Regions from separate parts of the Mus musculus genome. Here region 1 is linked to region 2. The links are chromatin contacts, called in public HiChIP or PLAC-seq maps. All regions are on one chromosome and are shown on one strand. Each heading gives the region's core, a stretch centred on a gene start, on an enhancer-like site or on the middle of the called end of the contact. The rest is flanking DNA. Distances are from core to core; before and after follow the strand shown.

Region 1 (4,333 bases), core at 1,512-4,011, 160 kb after region 2:
TAGGGGTGCTCCCCTGAAGGGCATGGGAAAAGAGGACTGGGGAGGAAAATAGAGATGAGGAGGAACCGCAGAAAGGTAGGGAGCACTGGTGTGGTTGTCAAGCCAGGTATGTGTCCCCAAAGCCAGAATCACTGGCACCCCTTGGGTCTTTCCTCACCTGTACAGGATGCCAGGGAAGTCGAAGGCCTGGGTTCTTCATCCAAGGCTCTGGAATCCTGAGGTGTGGGGTGTAGCCTATTTCCCACACAACACCCGCCCCTGTCCAGAAATGTGGATGGCAGGGTTTCCCAAGTGTCCCATATCAGAAAGGGGTGATGTTCAGGGGTGACTGGTCCCATAGAGCAGGACCAGAAGGACTTCTATCTGTCCCAGACTATGGCTGCCACATGGCATATGCACCTACACACATAATGCGAGAAGGGGAGGATCGGCCTCATATCCCTGTCCCAGGTCCTTATAGGAAGAAGCAGGACACAAGCCCTAGACTGGTATCTCCCAGAGATGAGGGGATCTTGGGCTGAAGAGAACTATCTCTTGCTCTACCCAAGACAGCGCCCAGAAGCTCCCAATCTGTCTCTCAGACTCTCCAGCCAGAGTCTCTTCTCACTTTACCACCTAAGTCTGAAAGAGAGTGGGGGGGGGGTTGATCTGTAAGCTCAGAGGAGCCCTGCTTAGGGATAGAACCATGAGTGGAACCCCCAGCCAGGCACGTTCAGGGAGATTTCTGAAGTCCTCCTGAAAGACCTTACAAAGAGTGCTAGAAACAGCAAAGGAGTCTGATGGCTTCCTTCAGGTGGGAAGTGCTGATGTTTACTCCCTTGCCCCCAGAGCAGAGACATCCTCTGACCCAGAGGGAGAAGAGCCACTTTCACAGGCTGTTCACAGGCAGCACACTCCAGATCCAGCTGCTCTGGCGGCCACAGGTCCCGCGACCGAGGGACTCCCTGGGCAGAGCATCCTGCCAGGACAGCAGAAACCAGGTGGTGAGGGCGGGCGCCTACCTGGGCGCCCTCTGGGCTACTTGAGGTCGACTTTTCCGGACAAGTTCCATGGCTAATGGAAAGTGGTCTGACTGTGCTCACCCTCCCGAGACGCCAGCGCGGTCTCTGGTAGAGAAAGTTAGGTAGCTGGTCTCTCCCGAGAGGGCGATGCATGGGACGCAAGCAGCTGGAGCTGTAGTATCCGGCTGGGGTCCCGTTACCCCAGAGAAGGCCCCTGTGAGTGCTGGAGCATTCTAGGGAGTGCGATTCTTAGGCGCTGCCTTCGGGTTGAGGCCTTGACCTGAGGGGTCATTGTGAGGTGTATCTAAAGTGGAACTTGCTTAGGGTCTCGAGGACCCCAGGTCAAGCAGCCCCGCCGCCCCTGAACCCAAGTCTCCAGCAGTGCGCCACGCGCAGAGACAGATTAGGAGGTCTGCGCCGCTGTGGCAGAGCCGACCAGAGCCCCACGCTGTTGGGGAGTTGCCCCGCACCCCTAAAAAGCCTCAGCACACGTTCCCTGTTGAAAGTACGCACTTTACGCGTCCGGGCGCCTCCGCGGTTGAGTCGGGCCGCCGCGCTCCGAGTTCGCGAAGGTGGCTCAGTTCGGGCGCTCCAGTCTCGACGTTCCCGGGGCAGAGAGCAACGTCCGGGGACGAACGGGACGGGTGCGCCCGGCGGCCGGGGCTGCGCCGGGCGAGGCAAGCGGCGAGAGGGGAGCGCTCCCGCGTTCAGGCAACAGCTACCCCTAGTGGGAGAGCCGCCCGGGGCCGGCGCCGCCCCGCGCCCGCTGCCCCGCGCCCCGCGCCCGCAGCGCCCCGCGCCCAGGGCGTCCCGGAGCCGGCCGAGGGCGAGGCCCGGCGTCGCTTGCCGCGACTCTCCGGGTCTCCCGAGCTGGGCGCCAGCCCACCCGCGGGCCCTGCCCTCGGCACCTCCGGGCTGGAGCCGAGGGGCAGCTGACCCGGGAACCGCGGCGTCCGGCGGGAGCGAGATGGGACGGGGCGGGCGCGGCGCGGACTGGGGCGGCGCGCGGCAAGCTCGGGCAGCGGCGGGGGGCGCGGAGCGCGGTGTGCGTGGCGGGGCGGTGCGGGGGGCGGCCGTGTGCGAGGCGCGAGTGTGAGCGCGCGCGGGAGGCGGGCGGACGGGCTGCGGCAGTCGAGCGGCGCCCGCGGGCGAGCGGGGAAGGCGGCGGGAACCCAAAGTTGCCTCCTCGCGGGCCCGCGTCCCCGGCGGGGCTGCAGCCGGGGGCCGGCCGAGCGGCGGCCGCAGACCTGGACTCCCGCGGTACCTGGGCAGCGACCCCGCACGAGCAGCAGCAGCGTGGGCGGCGTTGGCGGCGGCGCGCGGGAAGCGAACCGGAGCTCCGGCGCGGCGCTGCGGCCGCCGGGGAACTCAGCTCAGGTGCGCGGCGAAGAGGGCGCGGGCTGGGACCCGCCCGCTGGGACCTAGGAGGTGCGAGGCGCTTGCGCGGGTTACACCATTGCCACCACTGACTGCTTGGCTCTGAGATCGGGCTCCTAGTCCCTGGACACAGCGGCTTCGGGGTCCCCCGCCCCTGAGAGCGGGCTGCGGGACTCAGGCCCGCCCCTGCCAGCCCCGGGACGCACCGCTCCACCCTCGACCAGCCTGCGCCCGCCCTCGACCCAAGATTTCTGGGGCATTGGCCGCGCCTCTGGGTGATCCCTCCGGGCTCAAGTTGCAAGGGGGCGGGCCCCGGTCGGAGGTGGAGTCTCCCGCCAATTCAAGCTTTGACTATAAATTGAGCTCCCAGAGCACCGAGGACCAGATGCCTCGCCAGGCCGCCTCGAGGTTGGTGGTCGGAGAAGGTGAAGGGCCCCCGGGGGCTTCGGGGCCCGCGGCCACCATGCTCCGCTCTCTGCTGCTTCACTCGCTGAGGCTCTGCGCCCAGACCGCCTCGTGCCTCGTGCTGTTCCCGCGCTTCCTAGGCACGGCCTTCATGCTCTGGCTTTTAGATTTCTTGTGCATCCGCAAGCATTTCCTGCGCCGTCGCCATCCTGACCACCCTGAGCCCGAAGTAGAGCTCAACAGTGAAGGCGAGGAGATGCCCCCTGACGACCCGCCCATATGCGTATCAGACGACAACCGTCTGTGCACCCTGGCCTCTCTCAAAGCCGTGTGGCATGGCCAGAAATTGGATTTCTTCAAGCAAGCCCATGAGGGTGGCCCAGCGCCCAACTCGGAGGTTGTCCGACCTGATGGCTTCCAGAGCCAGCGCATCCTCGACTACGCACAAGGGACCCGCCCGTTGGTGCTCAATTTTGGCAGCTGTACCTGACCACCGTTCATGGCGCGGATGAGCGCCTTCCAGCGCCTGGTCACCAAGTACCAGCGCGACGTTGACTTCCTTATCATCTACATCGAGGAAGCCCACCCATCCGACGGCTGGGTCACCACAGATTCACCCTATGTCATCCCCCAGCACCGCAGCCTGGAGGACCGTGTCAGCGCAGCGAGAGTACTACAACAAGGTGCACCTGGCTGTGCTCTGGTCCTGGACACTATGGCCAACTCTAGCAGTTCCGCATATGGTGCCTATTTTGAGCGCCTCTACGTCATCCAGAGTGGCACCATCATGTACCAGGGAGGCCGTGGCCCCGACGGTTACCAGGTGTCTGAGTTGCGCACTTGGTTGGAGCGCTATGATGAACAGTTGCATGGTACTAGGCCACATCGATTCTAAATAACCAAGGGACAAGTGACTGAATTGGTGGGCCGGGTCTCCTGGGCCTTCGAAGCCCACGTGCAAATGCTCCAAAGAAAGTCAAAGGTTGTGGGGGATCCCCATGACACAGATGAGCACAGCCACAGAACTCAGGCTGAGTCTGGCTAACTTGAGACTCTGCTATAGTGACTCCCTTTTGTACGTTTTTGGCTTGCTCTCAGGAGCATTGCTGTGGCTCGAACTGACAGCTTTGTCCCTGCTGGAGTTTACCTGCTGGACTTTCTGACACCAGGTCTCCAGCGCTGCTTCGGCAAAGCGCGAAAGTCCCCAGCATTTCACAGCTCGGACTTGTTGGCCACGCCCGCGCGCCCTGAGCGCAGCTGGGTTCCAGCAGCGCCTCAGGCTCTAGCTAGTTGCCTGGCACCCACCTGTCGAGCGCAGGGAGTCCTGCTGCTTTTGTGTTTATTTCTTATCCCTGGGTTGGGGGAGGGGCTCGAGATAGGGAAAGGGTGGGCAGGGTAATTTCCCCGCCTAGCTTTGGGTGCGCTGGAGCCCTGGCTGCTGATGACGAACCGCCTCTAACTGGGCTTGACCACGGGTCGGCTCTGAATTGCAGAGAGGCTCGAAACAGCGCCTAAAGTAAGAGGGGGAGAGTGCTCTGGGTTCCACAGGG
Region 2 (4,702 bases), core at 676-3,175:
TCTGATTATAGGGATTAGTCAGACCCCGGTCCTGTTGCCTGAGATGGGGCTGAATCTTGCTTCCTTCTTTTTAACAAGGAGGAGAGCTGTTGTTTCGATGTCAGGAAATTACATAAAATGGTACTCGCTCAGAGGGAGAGAGCCTCGGAAAGTCATCTAATTATCAAAATTTTACCTCAAGTTTATTAACTTTTTGTTGCGTTTTGTTTGGCTGCTTCCTCTTAGAAGTATCTCTGATATTTGAGTGTCCTATTTTCCAGATATTTCTGTGTATCTAGGGGTGGAGGGCACCCATCACTGAAGGGATTTGTGGTTCCTTTTGACTAAAGAGATACTCATGCTTGCTCTCTCTCTCTCTCTCTCTCTCTCTCTCTCTCAGTGTGTGTGTGTGTTCAGTTTGTTTGTTTGTTTGTTTGCTTGCTTGTTTGCTTGTTTGAGTCAAGGTCTTATCAAGTATTCCAGCTGGCCTGGCCCTCCTCGTGATTCTCCTGCCTCATTCTCCTTGGAGAGATCAGCCATCACACCTGGTTCCTGCAATTTTTCTTGGAGAGTCAACAAGGCAGAAATTGTGTGCCTTTCTGTGGACAAAGACCCTGAAACTCAAAGCTGCCAGGAACCTAGGGCAAGACATCACCCAAGTGCATAGGAGCCTGGGGGATCAGGTCAGGCCCATGGGCCCCCAGGGGGCCAAGCAGAGATACTCACATCCAGATGGCACCATGTGCTTATCCAAGGTCTAATTCTGCTTTTCTCTCTTGTAGATACTTCCTTCCAAGTGGACATTTCATAATAGCTAGATATGGTTTGAGCCATCAGACTAGGGCAAGTGGTGGAATAGCCTCAGGTGCTACTGGAATCTAATAGACCAAGGCCATGAAGGCTTTCCAGTATCCCACACCTCTAGCCCCCTTTGCCTTTACCCCCTAAGAATTCTCTGCCTCCAATGTCAACAATGCCATAGTTGAGAAACCTTGGCTTAACTGATTGGAATTCTTGTGACTATTATTAATAGATAGCAACTGATGTTAGATAGATAAATGGATAGATAAATATGATGGTTGACAGGTAGATGATGGATAGAAAGATAGATATATAAATAGATAAGTGACTAACACATGATAGATATTAGATAGATGATAACAAGATGACAGAAAATATGATAAATATGTAGGTAGTGATTGATAGATAATGATAGGTAATCATTGTAGATAATGATTGATAGATGTTGATTAGCTAAACATACAGATATGAACAATTGATGAATAATGAAAATAGACACGTGGTAGATAGATAGATAGATAGATAGATAGATAGATAGATAGATTGATAGATAGATAGGTAGATAGATAGGTAGATAGATAGATAGATAGATAGATAGATAGATAGATAGATAGATAGATAGATAGATGGATGGATGGCAGGTTACATATAGAGTGATAGTAGACAGGCAGGCAGACAGATCTCTGGGCCTGGAACATCTTGGGCGTTTCTGGAGAGTTGCTATTCTATTTCACAATTTTAATCTGAGTTGAATTAAACTAAAATAAGGCAAAATTTATATAACTGGCTACACTTCCATGTCAGATCACCTCCTTCATTGTTTATACATACAAACACACCAACTTTTAGGGATGTGAGAACTGGGGCTTGGTGGTTCTGTGTGTGAGCATGCATGCATGGGTGTGTGTGCTGGGATTGTGGAGATGAGCCATCACACCTGGTTCCTTCCACTCTGGGTTCTAGGGATTGACCTCAGGTAGCCAAGCCTGGGCAGTGACAACTTCAACATGCTGAGCCATCTCAGCAGCCCCAGTTAGGGGAATCTGGATGGAATGTGTCAGTGTCTCCTTTTAGACCCTGCCTCAGGTGTAGCTGACCTGATGAGAGAAACTCCCTGAACTTCAAATGTGAGCTCAGAGGCGGCTGCCCGGGGTTGTTTCCTGCCTATCACTGGAGACTTTATGGATACTTTCTTTCCTTCTTTAGTGTGTTGGAATAAAAGGGGGGAAAAAAACCCTCCACAATTCTGCACTCCAGACCTCAACGAATTAGATATGCCAGCAGCACCTCTCACAGCAGGGGTATTGGCAACCTTTCCTGTAAGAGGCAGACAGTAAATATTTCTGCCTTTGCAGGTCACGTGGCCTCTGTGGCAACCACTCTACCCCGCTGTGCCATCAGAGGCAGCCATAGACGATATGTAGATGAGTACGCTTGGCTGTGTCCCAATAAAACTTTATTTACAAAGCCAGGGCGTGGGAAGGGCTTGGCCCTGTGACTGCAGTCTGCAACATTCAGTTTACAAGGCAGAGTTCCTGAAAATGATGAGTGTGGGCAGAGGGAAGAGGGGACAGCTCAGAGCACGCAAGCTGTAACATGGAGGCAGCAGTCAGGTGAAGTAGTTGAGAAGCAGAAAGAAATGAGCTCTAAAGGTCAGACCAACTGAGGACAGAGGTATTGCAGGCACATCCGCTGGAAATCAGTAAGGTGAGGCTTGTTGTTTCCCACAAATTTACCTTTCACTTGAAAGTATGGCTTCTTCCTTATTGGGATATATTAATTATATGACTCTTGTAATGATATTTTTATTTGCGCGTATGAGCACACTCACTCTGCCCCATTCCTTGCTCCCTCCTTACTTCTGCTAAAGTTTTTCTTCTTCCCAGCTAGCCCCTTCCACTGTCTCATGTCGATCCAGTAAGTTTAGTTAGGGCTTCTCACAGGAGTATGGGTGAAGGGTTATTTATGGAGGTATGGAAAGCTTACTTTGCCAATAGCTACACCACTCAAGAAAGCATCCCTCCCTCTTCAAGCAACCATCAATAGCTTATAAATCCTCAGGAGGGGTAGGATCTCAAGAGTTTCCATTCAGAAACGCCAGCCTTCACACACACACACACACACACACACACACACACACACACACGGAGCTGGTCAACTGGCCCTGCAGGGACTGTGCTATCCACCTTGTGTGCTCTATTGACAATCGCCATGGACAGTGGTCCCAAGGAGTCACTTCAGGAGCCTGCTAACAATGGAAAGGAAACCCACAGTCTGCTGTTCTGACTGCAGCCCAAGCAATGGGTAACACAACAGGATCCCCGTCCCCAGGAAGCTGGGCTCCAACTAGAGGTCAATTCTGGCTTTGCAGGCAGCTGCAGGGATTCTTGTTTTTAGCTCCCTCCCAGGAGGCAATGGCCTCTCTCTTCTCCCTCCAATCTCACTCAGCTCTGAAGGCTTCTCTTCCCCTTCCCTTGTCATTTGCCTTCCTCCTAGCAGTGCATGGCTCACCTGCTCCCCCAAGGCTCCATCCCACTTCCCCAACACCTGACACCTCTTGCCAAGCTCCAACCTGCCTGCCTGTCTCCTAAGCCTACAGGGAAATCTCAATCTCAAACAAAAGAAGTCTGCTGTCTTAGTTTGACTTTTGCTGCTGAGAACAGACACCATGACCAAGGCAACTCTTACTAATAATTGGGGCTAGCTTACAGGTTCAGAGGTTCAGTCCATTATCATCAAGGCAAGAGCATGGCAGCATCCAGGCAGGCAAGAGCTGAGAGTTCTACATCTTCATCAGAAGGTTGCTAGCAGAATACTGATTTCCAGGCAGCTTGGACTAGGGTATTAAAGCCCATGCCCACAGTGGCATACTTCCTCCAACAAGGCCACACCTCCTAATAGTGCCACTCCCTGGGCCAAGCATATTCAAACCACCACATCCACCAACAACAATAAGACCCCAACCTTTCCTCTCTAGTTTCCATTTCTGTTGCGCTTGCTTGCCTTATGGATTGGTCCAGGTTTTCCCATTTTACTGGCCTCTGCCTTGAGGAGAACATCACTCCTCCCATGGAAAACTTGTCTTTCTGGAAACAAGCCAGGCATATCCTCTCTACAGTTGTCACCTAGCCCCCTTTCTCCAGGCAGCAAACCCTGCCTCCTGGACCCTCAGGAAGGGTCCTGACAGCATGAAAATGCAAAAGCAGGCCTGTGAGGTATTCCGGGGTGCCTGGGAAGCTATAGGGAAGTTAGGATGTCGAAAGAGGAAGGCAAGAAAATGCACCATGGGGACTCTTTCTTGATATTAAACTTAGAAGTTAGCTGGGAGGGTGTGATAGTAGCACCTATGGTCAGAAAGGCTCCTCAGGTGGAAAGACCAGAAGACCAGCCATGCAAACAGCAGCTGTAGCAGCCTTTGACACTGTAGCAGCCTCTTGGAAAGATGCTCGCAGCATCCAAGGTGACTGCGAAGGCTCCAACCCTACCCGCTTGAGTGTAGTTGTAGTCTAGTAACTGTGCCTGCTTTGCTCACACATCTATGAGCTCCTGGGTCCCATCCCTGGGAAGTGAAGATGTCTAAAACATGCTGCCAGTGAGCCCCTAAGTGATCCCAGGCGATGATGTTTAGCTTTTTGTAGAAATGGAAGCTGAAGGGAATGTCGCTTAGAGCAGATCCTAGCAGGGGCAGGTAGAACACTGTGGCCACTATGCAACCTCACCCTTCACCACAAGCCCCTATCTGTCCCAGCTGTCCAGTCCTGGCTCCATCTTACCTTCCCACCCTCTCTGCTGGCTCTGGAGGCAGGCATACCTTACCTAGCAACTGTTGCTACCAAGAACCAACCTTCTTGAAATTTCCACAACAAAGCAGACATCCACAGAAAAGAAAGTCAGGTTGATTTTAACCCCAGGCTGGAGGGTA

What was found. HiChIP or PLAC-seq counts read pairs in DNA pulled down with a chosen protein or histone mark.
Region 1: an HNF4G HiChIP or PLAC-seq map of pancreatic cancer cells shows a contact between it and region 2. The contact joins the promoter of Dio3 here to the enhancer-like site in region 2. A contact is called at or near these places in 4 of 39 promoter capture datasets (the 3T3-L1 cell line, hippocampal neurons, liver and 1 more), 4 of 484 Hi-C or Micro-C datasets (adipose-derived mesenchymal stem cells, nephron progenitors and uterus), 1 of 115 datasets of contacts at active chromatin or transcription factors (pancreatic cancer cells) and 1 of 9 other capture datasets (adipose tissue).

The regions. Positions count from the first base shown.
Region 1 is chr12:110,276,469-110,280,801 of GRCm38.p6, forward strand. It overlaps Dio3 (deiodinase, iodothyronine type III), which reads left to right and starts at 2,762. Exons shown (of 1, transcript NM_172119.2): 1 at 2,762-4,333. The coding sequence starts at 2,764. The coding sequence ends at 3,678. It overlaps Dio3os (deiodinase, iodothyronine type III, opposite strand), which reads right to left and starts at 1,600. Exons shown (of 4, transcript NR_002866.2): 1 at 1,515-1,600; 2 at 1,083-1,281; 3 at 158-958. Mir1247 (microRNA 1247) reads right to left here and starts at 1,661; the gene lies at 1,580-1,661.
Region 2 is chr12:110,118,151-110,122,852 of GRCm38.p6, forward strand. No RefSeq gene overlaps it. Among named protein-coding and RNA genes, the nearest start is that of Gm34719, 33 kb to the left of the region's middle. Within about 2 kb of position 1,926, at least 10 of the 459 cell types and tissues checked have an H3K27ac peak or open chromatin away from gene starts, as enhancers often do. A contact at or near this core is called in pancreatic cancer cells, where this site is marked.